5 separate regions of the Mus musculus genome follow, and regions 2, 3, 4 and 5 are each linked to region 1. A link is a contact called in public HiCAR-type and HiChIP or PLAC-seq data. All regions are on one chromosome and are shown on one strand. The core of a region is the stretch at or near the end of the contact, and the rest is flanking DNA. Distances in the headings are between cores, read along the strand shown.

Evidence for each region. HiCAR-type assays count read pairs that join an accessible place to other places. HiChIP or PLAC-seq counts read pairs in DNA pulled down with a chosen protein or histone mark.
Region 2: a contact with region 1 is called in an H3K4me3 HiChIP or PLAC-seq map of bone marrow-derived macrophages, with 7 times the contacts expected there. The contact joins the enhancer-like site here to the promoter of Tbc1d8b in region 1. A contact is called at or near these places in 15 of 39 promoter capture datasets (the 3T3-L1 cell line, 3T3-L1-derived adipocytes, the C10 cell line and 10 more), 23 of 484 Hi-C or Micro-C datasets (B cells, the G1E-ER4 cell line, the MC3T3-E1 cell line and 14 more), 9 of 115 datasets of contacts at active chromatin or transcription factors (bone marrow-derived macrophages, cardiomyocytes, embryonic fibroblasts and 5 more) and 5 of 9 other capture datasets (adipose tissue, embryonic stem cells, liver and 2 more).
Region 3: a contact with region 1 is called in an H3K27ac HiChIP or PLAC-seq map of embryonic stem cells, with 3 times the contacts expected there. The contact joins the promoter of Platr21 here to the promoter of Tbc1d8b in region 1. A contact is called at or near these places in 4 of 39 promoter capture datasets (the 3T3-L1 cell line, cranial neural crest, hippocampal neurons and 1 more), 2 of 484 Hi-C or Micro-C datasets (the 3T3-L1 cell line and 3T3-L1-derived adipocytes), 3 of 115 datasets of contacts at active chromatin or transcription factors (embryonic stem cells and stem cell-derived neural progenitor cells) and 1 of 9 other capture datasets (pancreatic islet).
Region 4: a contact with region 1 is called in a HiCAR-type map of astrocytes, with 2.5 times the contacts expected there. The contact joins the promoter of Pwwp3b here to the promoter of Tbc1d8b in region 1. A contact is called at or near these places in 8 of 39 promoter capture datasets (the 3T3-L1 cell line, 3T3-L1-derived adipocytes, the SN4741 cell line and 4 more), 2 of 484 Hi-C or Micro-C datasets (myocytes and nephron progenitors), 2 of 115 datasets of contacts at active chromatin or transcription factors (astrocytes and extraembryonic endoderm stem cells) and 1 of 9 other capture datasets (adipose tissue).
Region 5: a HiCAR-type map of embryonic stem cells shows a contact between it and region 1, with 4 times the contacts expected there. The contact joins the promoter of Trap1a here to the promoter of Tbc1d8b in region 1. A contact is called at or near these places in 2 of 39 promoter capture datasets (cranial neural crest and hippocampal neurons), 1 of 115 datasets of contacts at active chromatin or transcription factors (embryonic stem cells) and 1 of 9 other capture datasets (pancreatic islet).

Annotation. Positions count from the first base shown.
Region 1 is chrX:139,683,648-139,686,347 of GRCm38.p6, reverse strand. It overlaps Tbc1d8b (TBC1 domain family, member 8B), which reads right to left and starts at 1,352. Exons shown (of 21, transcript NM_001081499.2): 1 at 1,038-1,352. The coding sequence starts at 1,167.
Region 2 is chrX:139,412,091-139,414,790 of GRCm38.p6, reverse strand. No RefSeq gene overlaps it. Among named protein-coding and RNA genes, the nearest start is that of Platr21, 57 kb to the right of the region's middle. Within about 2 kb of position 1,335, at least 6 of the 459 cell types and tissues checked have an H3K27ac peak or open chromatin away from gene starts, as enhancers often do. A contact at or near this core is called in bone marrow-derived macrophages, where this site is marked.
Region 3 is chrX:139,355,362-139,358,061 of GRCm38.p6, reverse strand. Platr21 (pluripotency associated transcript 21) reads left to right here and starts at 1,292. Exons shown (of 20, transcript NR_045455.1): 1 at 1,292-1,457; 2 at 1,689-1,772.
Region 4 is chrX:139,208,685-139,211,384 of GRCm38.p6, reverse strand. It overlaps Pwwp3b (PWWP domain containing 3B), which reads right to left and starts at 1,341. Exons shown (of 7, transcript NM_001164630.1): 1 at 1,168-1,341; 2 at 579-646; 3 at 1-26.
Region 5 is chrX:139,332,415-139,335,114 of GRCm38.p6, reverse strand. It overlaps Trap1a (tumor rejection antigen P1A), which reads right to left and starts at 1,432. Exons shown (of 3, transcript NM_011635.2): 1 at 708-1,432. The coding sequence starts at 1,161. All of the region lies in intron 3 of Platr21 (pluripotency associated transcript 21), which reads left to right.

The sequences.
Region 1 (2,700 bases), core at 103-2,602:
AAAAAAAAGATTGCATATATGAAAGAATTTGATCAATGCCATCCAACAGGCAAGAGGTAAGGATATGATCAAAATTCAGGTGGTCAGATTTTTGCTTCTTCCCTCTACATCACCCTCCCCAAATTAAGCTGCTCCACCACTTCAAAGCCCTAATACCAAACTAAGAATTACCATGAAAAACAGCTCTTGTCTCTCCAAGGTCCAAATTTGTAAAAAGCCCCTATGGAAGACTAAGGATCTAAAAACAGCCTTCTTTGTAATCTTCAGACATGGACCAGTTTTGAATTAAGATTAACAACTGTGGGAGACTGGCTTAGAAGAGTTGAGTCTCCTTCTTGTTTAATTGGTTTGGTTTACACATCTTTGAAAGAAGGGGCAGAGCCAAACTCACTGGAGAGAAATGTACTCTTAGAAGAATACAGGGATTCCAAGGGTTGAAAACTTGGATATAGCAAAAGACGCGAAACTGAGAGGAGGTGAGTAATTCTGAGGGCTACTCCTTCACTTCCCCAGCATCAAGCAGCCCCATGCCCCGACCCAAATCTCACTTGCAGCCTCTCTCTCAAGGTGTGATTGGGGCACTTCGTTCTCCTTAGGATTCCCATGTCCTAGCAATGCCCCTCACACACTCGCACTCACTCCCTAGGGTGGTGATTATTTGTATAGGTTTTGGAAAAAAAGTTAAGTCCACACCCGCGAACCCGCTCTCCTCGCCTGTCTTAACGGGACTAGTCTAGCTAGCGCACTGCACTGCCCATCAGCCCCCTTCGCCATGGGAAGCGACCCATCAGGTACTGGAAACCCCCTTAGCTTCTCCTATCGCGGTAAGACCCAAAGAGCAACTGGGAGTCCTGTGCAAGACAGTCAGGACGCGGTGGTAGCAGAGGAAAGGTGGTGGCGGGAGCAGAATTCCCCAGTCAGTCGCCCTGGGTTTAAGATGAGGCAGCGGGCAGCGACGAGTAACTGTTTGCCTTGCCACCTATTCAGTGACAGCGGACCCAGCCCTAACGCAGGTGTAGCTGGCCACAACCTCTTACCTGTAAGTCCCCCTCCTCCTTCTTCCCCGTAGCCTCGACGCCTTTGCAGGACAAAGTACTCGTTGGATCTTTCCATCAGCCACAGCTTCAGCGCATTTTTCAACAGCACTTCCTCGGGCTTCAGCCACATCTTGAAGAACTTTGTGCCGCCTCGGGAACGGAGGCGACCTATTTGTCCTCCTCACCTCCACCCTCCCAGCCTGTCTTTACCCCTCTACTTCTCCTCCCACCAAGTCTTCCGTTGGCGGCGGCGCCTCCGGAGGTTTTCCACACTTCCCCCAACCGTGCCTTCTCTCCCACGTAGGCAGAGAGAGTGCCAACTCCCTCCCACGGAGCTACTGCCAGACTGGGAAATAGCCCCGCTTCACCTCCTCTTGGGAGTTGTAGTTTTCTATCCACTTTTCCCGTACCCGGTCTAATATAGCCCTAGACTACATTTCCCACAATGCACTGGGTTACTAGTTGGGTGGGTTGGGGGCGCCTTTGAGGCGCTCCCGCCACCAGTTAAGTGAGTTTAGCCTGTGTAAAGTTAAAGAGGGTTTTCTTTTGTCTTTTTGCTTCAAATAAGCTAACCCCGTGTATGACAGCAGTGTTCCTAGTTCTTTTATAGTGAGAGGACTAGTTTGTTGAAAACAAAGTTTCCGGCATTTTTGAGTAATGGCCCATCCAGGAAGCAGTAGCCTGCAGCAACTTCCATTTACTTTGCGCCTATTAGGTAGTAGGTGATTTCTCAGGTAATCCTCAGGGAAATCTTTCAAAGTGGATCCTCCGCTTTGCTCGCTAAGCGCTAGCAAGCGAAGTTACTTACCCACGCTCTCACAGTGGGTGAATAGACTTGTTATTCAAAAGCCTTGCCTAAATTAAATTCTGTCCATTCATACCAGAAGAATGTAAATCTCAGAAAACACTTCTTCACACACACACACTTGCGATTATCCCTTCCCCCATGCTGCCTCTGTTTATTTGACTACTGGCTGAAAAATCTCTACTCCAACTTTTTAGGTATTTCTTTTTTTTTTTTTTAACCTTAAAAAACAAACAAACACCCGAAATTCCTTGCAGGGCAGGGCAGCCTATTTTCTTGATACCTTGACAATGCTGCACAACAGCCTACGCACTAAAATGAAAGAGTTCTGCTGTGAGGAATTATTTGAGGGCTGGTTGTTGTTATTGTTGTTGTTAGGATAACTCAATCCCGACAGGAAAAGAATAGAGTGAAAGTGAAAACTGGCTTACAGAAAGAATGCAAATAAAAGGTCCTGAGAAGTTGGCAAGGTATTCAAAATAAAGATATAGGGCCATGTGGCTAAGACAATGGACTGGGACACTCAGACTAGGAGTCCTGGAGCCAGTGAACTCTGCCCCAAGGAGTGTCTCCAGGCTAAATCTTCCAAGACTTGGGCGGTTTCTGGCGAAGCAGGTATATGTCACAAGCAAGTATTTATTTTTGTGGAAGAAAAACGCAACCATCACCACCACCAACAAAGCAAAATCCCAAGGCAGAGTGTTTCCTAGCGCAAAGTCACCCTTTGAAGGTGTATTAAGGCACATCGTTTCTCCATTTCTTCACAGTAAAAGGTCAATAAATGCAGCAAATGTGGATAGCCTTTGTCTTCCTTCATTTGTACAGTTCCAGCCGCCATTGTCCGTCAGTATGCTTATG
Region 2 (2,700 bases), core at 86-2,585, 270 kb after region 1:
GATATTTACCTATCATGTGTAAAACCCCTGGGTTTAGTCCCCATGAACAGAAAAATAAAGGAGAAATCTCTGATAATTTCTCTCTGAACATTAGTAGGACATTTAAGCCACATGACTCCCTGCCCACACATTAGAATTCCCACCATGTCCCTGATTACAGTAAACACCAACATCAGTTTCCTTCCTTCACTCTTTCGGGCTGCTTTGCAGATCAGTTTGAAAAGACTCCCTTCTCTTCCATGAAAAAATATATTAAATAGCATAGTTATTTGTATGGTGTCAGAGGCTTGACCCCTGAGCCAAATGTTAGGTGATACCAAGCCCATTCATTCCTTGGAGACTGTAATGACTCCCTTTTCTCCCAGTCTCTATAATCCAGTCACAGACGCCTTTGTCACACGCCTTCAAACTTTAAGCCTTGGATATTAGATGCTCTGGGTCCTAGTAGGAGTGCTTCCGTTAACTGACAGGTGCTAGTTTATAGTAAACTTGAAGCTGCAGTTACTACCCAGTGACTTCAATGTCTTCGTCGTCGAGGATGATCAGTCACAGAAAGGAGTCTACATGTCCTTGGGACAACATGATCCTGATTACCATCTCGACCTAAGGAATGCTGCTGCATCCTGGAACAGGACAAACATGCCAAGCTTCCAGATAGTTATTTTATGCCACCCACACACACACACACTGAGTAAAGCAAGATACCTTTTAATTCCTCTTGTAACTTAAATTTTTATGATAATATATTTATGATTAAAATATGTAACTAGCCGGGCATGGTGGCACACGCCTTTGATCCCAGCACTCGGGAGGCAGAGGCAGGCAGATTTCTGAGTTCAAGGACAGCCTGGTCTACAAAGTGAGTTCCAGGACAGCCAGGGCTATACAGAGAAACCCTGTCTCGAAAAACCAACCACCACCCCCCCCACACACAAAAAAAAATATGTAATTAACAGTGTTTAAGGCAAAATAAAGATTCCAGTGTTCTGCATGAAAAGAAACTAAGGGCTGAAAACTGCCTGACTGACCACAGAAAGTATTCCAAGATATACTCAAAGATCAAGTACCTGGGTAAGAGCTGGCATATTTATTGGTATAGAACGTTGAACAAAATGCTTCCAATTATTAGCTGGCCAGTATTTCAGAAGAGACTTCAATGGCACAGATGACAGGATAGTAGTAACAGGAGTCATTTGAGCAAGCTTACTACACAAGCAAATGTCAGAAGCATAAACCAGGACAATGGATCCAAAGGAAGCTTATGTCTACTCTTGCATTATTTAAAAGCTTAACAAAACAAAACCACAGAAAGCACAAATAGCCCCAAAATAAGTATGACTCACAATACAAACAACAGGAAGTGTTCCTGCTCAAGCCAGACACTAGATCACCAAGGCGTTTAAATCACCTACTTTACAAAAGTTTGAAGCACTGAAGGAAGCTCTGTTAAATGTTACAAAAATCTCTCTCCAAACAAGCAGTACCAAGAAGTGGACATAATTTAAGAAAACAGAACAAAACAAATAAATTCATAAAAAGCAAGCAAAATACTTTGGGTGTGATGAAATATATCAATTGCTTTATTACTTAAGGACCTTAGGCAGGGAGATCAGATTTGGAGGCCATCAAGGGCTACATAGATGGAATCTGTCTCAATAAAGACAGAGAAGGAAAACAGAACTTCTGGAATTGAAAATCACAGTAACAAAAATGGTTTGACTTAATAAGAGTGAACTGTAAATTTGAAGGTTGTTAAAGGGTTACTATTGCTGTGATAAAACACCACGACCACCATGTGGGGAGAAAAGGATTTTTTAAATTTACTTTTTGGTTGTTTATTATTTTAATTGGATATTTTATTTATTTACATTTCAAATGTTATCCCCTTTCCTGGTCCACCCCCTGAAACCTCCTATCCCATCCCCCCCTTCACTGCCTTTATGAGGGTGCTCCCCCACTCCCTCACACAATTCTGCCTCACCACCCTTGAATTCCCCTACACTAGGGCATTGAGCCTTCACAGAACCAAGGGCCTCTTCTCCCATTGATGCCCAACATGGCCATCCTCTGCTACATATGTGGCTGGAGTCATGGCTCCCTCCATGTACACTCTTTGGTTGGTGGTTTGGTGCCTGGGAGCTCTGGGAGCTCTGATTGGTTGATATTTTTGTTCCTTCTATGGGGTTGCAAACCCTTTCAGCTTCTTCAGTCCTTCCCCGAACTCCTCCATTGGGGACCCATTCTCTTTCCAATGGTTGGCTGTGAGCATCCACTTCTGTATTGGCAGGGCCTCTCAGGAGACAGCTATATCAGGCTCCTGTCAGCAAGCACTTCTTGGCATCTGCAATAGAGTCTGGGTTTGGTGTCTGCATATGGGATGGATCCCCAGGTGGGACAGTCTCTGGATGGCCTTTCCTTCAGTCTCTGCTCCACTCTTTGTCCCTGTATTTCCTTTAAACAGGAGCAATTTTGGGTTGATATTTTGGAGATGGGTGGGTTGCCCCATCCCTCCATTGGGGTCCATGCCTAACCTCTGGATATGGTCTCAACAGGTTCTCCCTTCCATTTGTGGGGTATTTCAGCTAATGTTATCCCTGTGGGGTTCTGGGAGGCTCTTGCTTCCCTGGCATCTGGGACTTTCTGGTTTTTACCCCCAGCTCCCCATCCCCCATTGCTACACACCTCTGTTCAATTTCCTGA
Region 3 (2,700 bases), core at 43-2,542, 330 kb after region 1:
AAGGGAGTGGCGCGAGTGGAGAAAGAAAGCCTTCTGCCAAGGTTTTCAATGAAACAGCTCTCTTAAGACAGTCTTGTGTGCATACCTGTATCTGGGGCAGGCTTGTACGCATAGCCTTTATTTGGGGGTGGAACAGGGCTCTATATCGACTTTGGAGAGTGGAAAGGAGTTCACAGGGTAAATGAAACTCCTTGGCTGGAGTTTCAAGTTCTGTGAATTGTCTCATTTGCATGGAGAGGCATTTCAGGAATCTCAGGTACCTGCTGGGTGGGTTCTTATGGGGGAGGGGTTAGTTTGTAGGTCGGTTCCTTGGCAGCCGGCGGGAGAGGCTGTGTGGGGTTAGGCTCCCCAGACAAGGGACTCTCTGCTGCAAAAGGGAGTCCTCCATTTTATGAAAAGCTGGGAAGAGCCATCCAGTCATGGTATCTGCGAGGGAGTTTCCCCACGGTCAGGGCAAGTATTTTATAATAGCAAGAGGATACTGAACCAAGGCCTTCAAGTACTCACTTTAGAATATTTGTGTGTGTGTGATGCTTACATGTTTGTGTGTGTGTGTGTGTGTGTGTGTGTGTGTGTCCGCGCGCCGGCTTGTTCCCACCTGTGTGTGGAAGCCAGAGGAGAATGTTAGGTGTCCTGCCTTACCATCCTCTGTTCTATTTCTTGACAGACAGTCTCTCACTGAACCTTTGGTTTATGGATTTGGCCAAGCTAGCTGGCCAGCAATCTCTCAGATTCACTTGGCTTCAAGGTCCCAACACTGGGATTACAGGCATATATAACCATGCCTGGATTTTGCATGCATGACGGGGATCAAACTCAGGTCTTCACATTCGTACTGTAAGTCCTTTTACCCACTGAGCCATCTTCCCAGCCTCCTCACTTTGGAATTATTAAAAATAAAATTTTATGTTAAAAATAATGAAGAACATGTTCGTATAAGGCTCACCCAAAGTGAACATGAACCAATAACAAAATAGGTAGATGGACAAGGGTACAGCAGATTTTCACACAGTGCAGGCTCTTAGTGATCTCACAAGCTGCTCTTTGGAAGAAAACGGTACTCATAATAATCTTGGATATTTGGAGTGCATAAATCAGGGAACTCGGGAAAAAGCCAGCTCCCTCGCACTATCACTGAGTATGCACATATGACATTATCTTCGACATTTCCAGACTAGAAACCATTGATTAGTAAAATGCTAATTCACTGAAAACAGGTCTTTGCGAAGACAGCCCTGCCCCCTTAAGAATCTGAGATCGCTTTTACTGAATAAACATCATCCATTTCTGCAATGTGAGTAAGATGCTCTTTCTGCACCTTGTGCCACATATTCAGCCCTGGGAACAGATGTGCAAGAACAAGGCTTAGGTGGAATTGGCACTTCATACCATCAAGATAAGGCGATGTGGCTTTGAGCAGAGAACATAAACAGTGTGGCTCAGCTCAGAAGGTCACTGTGAGTAGGCTGCTTTTCTTAAATGAATCGGGTACCCCTGGAAGGAAGAGCCCACCACTCTGGAGAATTTGCTCCTTTTGACTTCATGTTATGCTCTTTAGGGAGTTGAATCAGTGCGTTTCTCTGAGGCTCCCACCTGGCTGCTTCCTCCCTGTTTACTTTTTAGAATGTGTATCCTTTAACACCGTATCCTGTCTGGTAACATGCATGCACCGAATCACTGTTTTCCAGCCTCTGGGGGAAAAAAAAAACATGTGTGGGAACATCCATTCTGCCCGATTGCTGCTGCTTCTACTTGCTTCAGCAGTGGGAGAGGTAAGAAGGGTGTATGTGCTTCTGACAGACTGGGCTGGGCTACATGTCTGCAGGAGGCCCCTGGAAGTTGATGCCTGAGATGCTGTCTGCTGCTTGAGACATTGCTATGTTCTGAGCATAGGGCATTTCCTGATGATTGGCAGCTCCCACGTTCAAGTAAAATCAAGGCTGCAAATGAGGCTGTGGTTCACGGGGTCTAGACAGGTGCTGACAGGATGTGGTTTCCATCTGAGAGCAGATTTCAACTCTTCTATTAGCCAGAGCCTTTTGAGGCCATTGAGCTAACAATGTAAAATATTTCACTCAATAACCTGACCGGCCACACTCCCCAGGTGCCTCCGCACCTGCAGAGTGAGTGGAGCAACCCAGAGACATCCAGTCTTTAGGCTTTTTGCTTCACCCATCCCTCCGCTTTCATATGTACAGGTTTTTAGTCCTTTCTCTGCTCCTTGTGAAGGTACCAAGCCAAAAGTTTGTGTGTAAAAGGAACATAACATGCAGATCTAGATACGTAGGGTACATTCTCAAGCCAGAGTTTTCTTCTCTACTTGTTATGCACTATAGGACAGGCACTTGGGCACACATTCTTTCGACCCTAGAAAAACCTCTGACTGCTCAATGTTTAATGAGCTGCTATTTGGTGGGAACTTAGAAGATGCTGGGAGTAGTACAGATGATGGAGGCAAGGTCTGTGAAGTTTCAGAGGGAAGTGTAAGAGTTCCTTAAATACTATCAGCTATGTCTGATGTTTTGAGCATTAAGAATCTGTGTTTCGGATCAAACAGGGCTTAAGAATTTGCTGTGGTCAATGAGAGACCAGATCCATTAAAGTGAAACCCTGGCTATACAGAGTCAATCAATGCTGGTTAGCTAGAGCTGAAGAATTAGCAGTGGTGAAAGAGACCAGCATCATTGGGGGCTGCAATAG
Region 4 (2,700 bases), core at 92-2,591, 470 kb after region 1:
ATGCATGTGGGCAGCTGCTCAAGCACCTGTAACAAAACGAATTATTCCCTGTCACCTCCATTTTTATATCTGAGTGCCAAAGTCCTTAGCGCCTATAACAAAACCCTGCGTCTTCAGTACGCTCTGCCTGTGTTGTTTACTACTTTTCATTGTATTCTTTCGTCACATGAACACTTTAATGCACTTCTTGAAATTACATTTATTCAATCCTCATAGATAGTTCCCGAGTAGCTTTTCCCACTGTGGTTTTAAGTTCTCTCTTCAGTTAGTTTAGGCCAATGTAGGTACTGCATGCTCAGTGAAGCAAGGAAATACATCGGGCACTGTCTTAGATGTTCTTTAATATGAGGCATCGTTTCTTATTAGATGTACCATTTATTCTGTTTATTGTAATGAATATTTATTGCTTTTATGACCTCTCAGGGTTTGGTTTTAAGACAAGGCCTAGTGTAGCCTGGACTAAGTATCGGAAGCTGGCTTTTAACTGCTGATCATCCAGCCCACCCCCCACCCCCCACCCCCATCCTTCAAGCACTGGGAGTCCAGGCTTTTACCACCCCCATGCCAGCCTCTCTTACCTTTTATATTTTATGCCATTCAGGATTCATCCTCTTGATAGGTAAGCAGAGATGTAGAAAGAGATCACCTTTTACATATAATTAAAACTTTGTTATCTTTTAGAACACTGAGTATCTATTCTTTGACAAAAATAACCACATTCCTAGCTTCCTGAGGCACTTGAATCTGCAAATTGTACTTCACTGTATACTTTTGATCAAAATTCACCAAAACATTAGTATCTGTGGCAAACACAACACATAGAAAGTAAGCCAGCATCCCAAAGACTGTAAATTTTCATTTACGACATCAAAACTTTTGTTTCAAAATAAGAAAGATTAATTCGCGGAGATTTTTTTTTCCGAAACAGCACAGCCACTACGGCTTTTTGACTAAAATACCAAATGATCCATTCAAAAGTTAGTGTTTGCGACCTCGCGAAGAATTATTTTTCCTCAGGTGTAACATGATCGCCACCTCTCTCCCATTAGACTTTTAAAAGAACAATCTGGAATACAAAGCTCAGTTATCATTTCTCTCACCGAGGCAACCGGCACAAAGCGACACCCCTTTTCCTTACTTTCACCCCGCAGCCCCGACTTTTCTCACCTTTCACACCGAATTCTGCAACAATTCTCCCGGACAGGCCTGAAGACGCAGCCTCTGGCGCCTGTCGCGGCCGCCGCTGCCGCCGCCGCCGCCGCCCCTCGGCCACCAGAGAGGCTCTCCCTTAGGCAGTCTCTCCCTCACGAAGCAACAGTCAGTTGGGTGCGAGCCGCGAGCGAGTGGCCCGCGGACCTCCGCGAGCCAGTATAAGAGCAGCTCCGCCCCGCCCACCTCGTGCGTTCCCGCCTTCCCCTCCGCCCCGGATGCTCCGCCCCTTTTTGGGTGGGAGGGGGTGGAGGACAGGAGGGCTCCTGATGCTCAGGGGGGAAAAAAAGTACAAAATCAATGCCCAGCTCATGAGAAGGCAAGTTTTCTTTTTAAAGAGCTTTGTACTTTGTGGGCCCCAAACATACCTTCAATTTCCATTCAAACACATATGATGGTAAGATGAGTGACTTTTTTTTCTGGCATTTTTATTTATTTATATATTAGATATTTTCTTTATATATATATATACATTTCAAATGGTATCCCAAAAGTTCCCTATACCCTCCCTCTGCCATGCTCCCATACCAACCCACTCCTAATTCTTGGCCCTGGCGTTCCCCTGTACTGGGGCATATAAAGTTTGCAAGTCCAATGGGCCTCTCTTTCCAGTGATGGCCGACTAGGCCATCTTTTGATACATATACAGTTAGAGTCAAGAGCTCCAGGGTACTGGTTAGTTCATATTGTTGTTCCACCTATAGGGTTGCAGATCCCTTTAGCTCCTTGGGTACTTTCTCTAGTTCCTCCATTGGGGGCAGTGTGTTCCATTTTATAGATGACTGTGAGCATCCACTTAGATGAGTGACTTCTGAAGGCAAAGAAAAGATAAAGAGGCTGCCGTATAATAATGATGTAGTTAAAACATCCCTCAGAGGGGTTTTGCCTGTTCCTTGTTTTTTTTTTTTTTTTTTTTTTTTTTGTAGCTGTTGTTGTTGTTGCTTTGCCGGTCATCTTTTCTACTTGTTTCTCCTTCCCTTCTCCCTCCCTCCCCTTCCTTCCTCCTTCCCTCTCTCCATCTCTCATTTTTTTTTTCTTTTGTGAGTTTGAGATCCTCCATGCTGTATAGACTGACCTTAAATTCACTCTCTCCCTGCCCCTGTCTTGCCAGTGCGGTTACAGGTGACTTGACTGCGTCACCTAATAATGTAATTTCTAAAGAAAATCCATCCATGTCCGATTATACTGAAATTAGAAAGAAATATATGCATCAACAGTAAACTAGTCAGTTAGGGTGAAGGCCTTTTTTTCTCTCTAAAGGGACTGAGAGAGAAAGGGCCTGGAGTTGGGTGGGTGGGAGGTGGGGAGGATCTGGGAGGACTTGGGAGAGAGGAAGCTGTGGTCAGAATACATTGTACGAAAAAAATGTATTTTCAATAAAAAATATAAACTATAATAAGTATTGTGACCCTGAAGCATGGTGGTGTATATTTTGGACTCAATCACGTTACTAGGGAGATCCATGGGAGCTCAATGGTGAGAGGCTTTCAA
Region 5 (2,700 bases), core at 183-2,682, 350 kb after region 1:
TGAGTTTGAGGCCAGCCTGGTCTACAGAGTGAGTGCCAGGACAGCCAGGGATACAAAGAGAAACCCTGTCTCGAAAAACCAAAAAAAAAAAGGCCTGGGGAGGGGGAGGGAGGAGCACCCGAAAATGCAAATAGGGAGGGAGGGGGAGGGGGGAGCACCCGAAAATGCAAATAGGGAGGGAGCAGCAAGGGGGAGGGAAGCAGGTAGAGGAAAAGCGGTGAAGGGTAAACAGGGAGGGGAGGGGGAGGGGAGCAGGAAAAGAAAAGGTGCAAAAGGGGGAGGGGAGCAGGGAGAGCAAAGCTGGTGAAAGGTAAATAGGGAGGGGGAGGGGAGCAGGAAAGAAAAGGCGCGAAAAGGGGAACAGGAAGGGGAGGGTTTCGGGAGAGGAGCAAATGGGGAAGCCTGAAGAGGGTGGGGATCAGAGAGCAGAAGGCACGAAAAGTTGAGCCGAGGGGGAGGGGAGCAAGGAGAGCAAAGGGGAAAGGGAGCAGAGCAGGATGGACTGAAGCTCCAGAGGCAAGGTGGGAAAAGGGAAGAGAGCGGAGCAAGGACTGGGGGATGGGAGGAGCGGGGATAGGCGTGGACAGGAGAGCCAGGAATGGCTCCAGCAATGACCCCCAACCAAAATGTGGTCTTTACTACAGATGTGGGCAAGAGTAAAGAATGCACCCCACCTGAATCTAGAGTAAAGACCACGGGTTACTCACAGGCACAGTTAGCGCCAGCACCCATTTCCTCAGCTCCGGCACCCATTTCCACGCTCATCTCTTCTTCGGCCTCATCTTCTGATTCATCATCCATCAGGTTCTCCAATTCTTCTTCCTCATCATCCTCATCATCATAGAAGGCATCGTCGTCGTCGTCCTCGTCGTCGTAGTAGTCATCCTCATCATCCTCATCGTCTTCATCCTCATCGACAGAGGACATGCGCTTGCTTTGCCTGGCTATCCAGGCCACATCCCTTTCATACTGCTCCTCATAAAGGGCGTCTATGAACATCTGGAGCGCCAGAAAACTTGTTGTGACAACAGCGAAGACCAGCCACCCTAGATAAGGCAGAATTTCTTCCAGGGAGTACCGGTGCAATAAATTGCACCTATTCCCATCACCGTCACCACCTGAGCCACTGTGGGCTTTGTCTGGCTTCTTGTTATCAGACATGGCACAAAGGGTACCAGCAGGAAGCCGAGCTAAGTTAAGATAAGAGTAGAGTCGCAAGCTAGCGGCTTACTTCTTCGACCAGCTCAGTGCAATGGCGTTGACACAATGCATGCTGGGAGAGCAAAGGGGGGGGGTCCTCCCTCCTTCCTCCGGAAGAGTTCTATACGGAAGACTTCTATAAGGAAGACTTCTAAACTCAGCACAGCACGAGGTGGGAGGGGGGAGGGAGGGTGTAGTAAACTCTGGACTACTTTTTTACGTGAAAGGGTACAAATTCACAAGCTAGAGCTGTAGGCGGAACTTGCAAAACTTCCTACCCAAGGCTCACAAACCCCCCACGAGAACAGTAAGCTCATTGGCTGAGGGATGAATATCGCAGAACTCAGACACCCAATGAGTGATCAGGATCTTCACACATCTAGCGTCTTTGGGAGTCCCGGGTTCTTTTCATTCTCCTGTGGTAACGGAACTGTCTTACAGTGTACAGTGTTACAGCATAGCCGATTATTTGGTACAGAGATCGGCGTGTTTTGCATAGTTTCTTAGGGACAACTTGTAACAAACCGTACACAGGCTTTTAACATGAGAAACATAGCAATATGTTATAAGCGATCTCCAAACTTCACACCCGAGAGAGAATGGCCATTCGTAAGGATTAACAGTACTAAAACTGTTCGTGGGAGCCAGGCGTGGTGGCGCACTTAATCCCAGCACTCGGGAGGCAGAGGCAGGTGGATTTCTGAGTTCGAGGCCAGCCTGGTCTACAGAGTGAGTTCCAGGACAGCCAGGGATATACAGAGAAACCCTGTCTCGAAAAACAAACAAACAAACAAACAAACAAACAAAACCAAACAAACAAAACCAAACAAACAAAAAAACTGTTCGTGGCCACCATTCTGCAAAAATCATGAAGACTAATACGCTAGTCTGCTACTCCAGAGGAACCAGGGCTGCTGCAAGTGATTTGTGGTCCAGTTTCATCCTTCACCTCCATCAGTTTCGGCACACAAGCCACATAGGATAGAACCGTAATAGTGGACAAAGCAGGAGAAACCCACAGGTCAGGGGATTGCAGGAGGCGCGAGAGGGGTGGCAAAAGTCTGTACAGAAGTAGTCTCCAGGGGACTGTGACAGAAAGGCTTGCCACCATTGCAGTGTGTGCGCGCGCATGCTATGTTTTAACTTTGGTTGAAGGGAGCTCTATTTAAGGGCTCCAGTTTCAAATAAGAACACTAAAAAAGCCAAAGTCAAATGTATAATTATGGACTATTTTTCTTCCGGGACACAAATAGCCTTGAATTTGAGAGTTTGTTTTTACTGTACATTATTAATGACGTACTATGTTTAGTATGGTACATATGTACATGTTTTACATGGTCTAGATTGTGTGTGTTTGTGTGTGTGTGTGTGTGTGTGTGTGTGTGTGTGTGTGTGTGTGTGTGTGTGTCTTTTTAGGAGAATCCTGAAACCAGAAAGGGAAACATGACATGGTTGACTTTTTTTTTTTTTTTTTTTTTTTGGTTTTTCGAGACAGGCTTT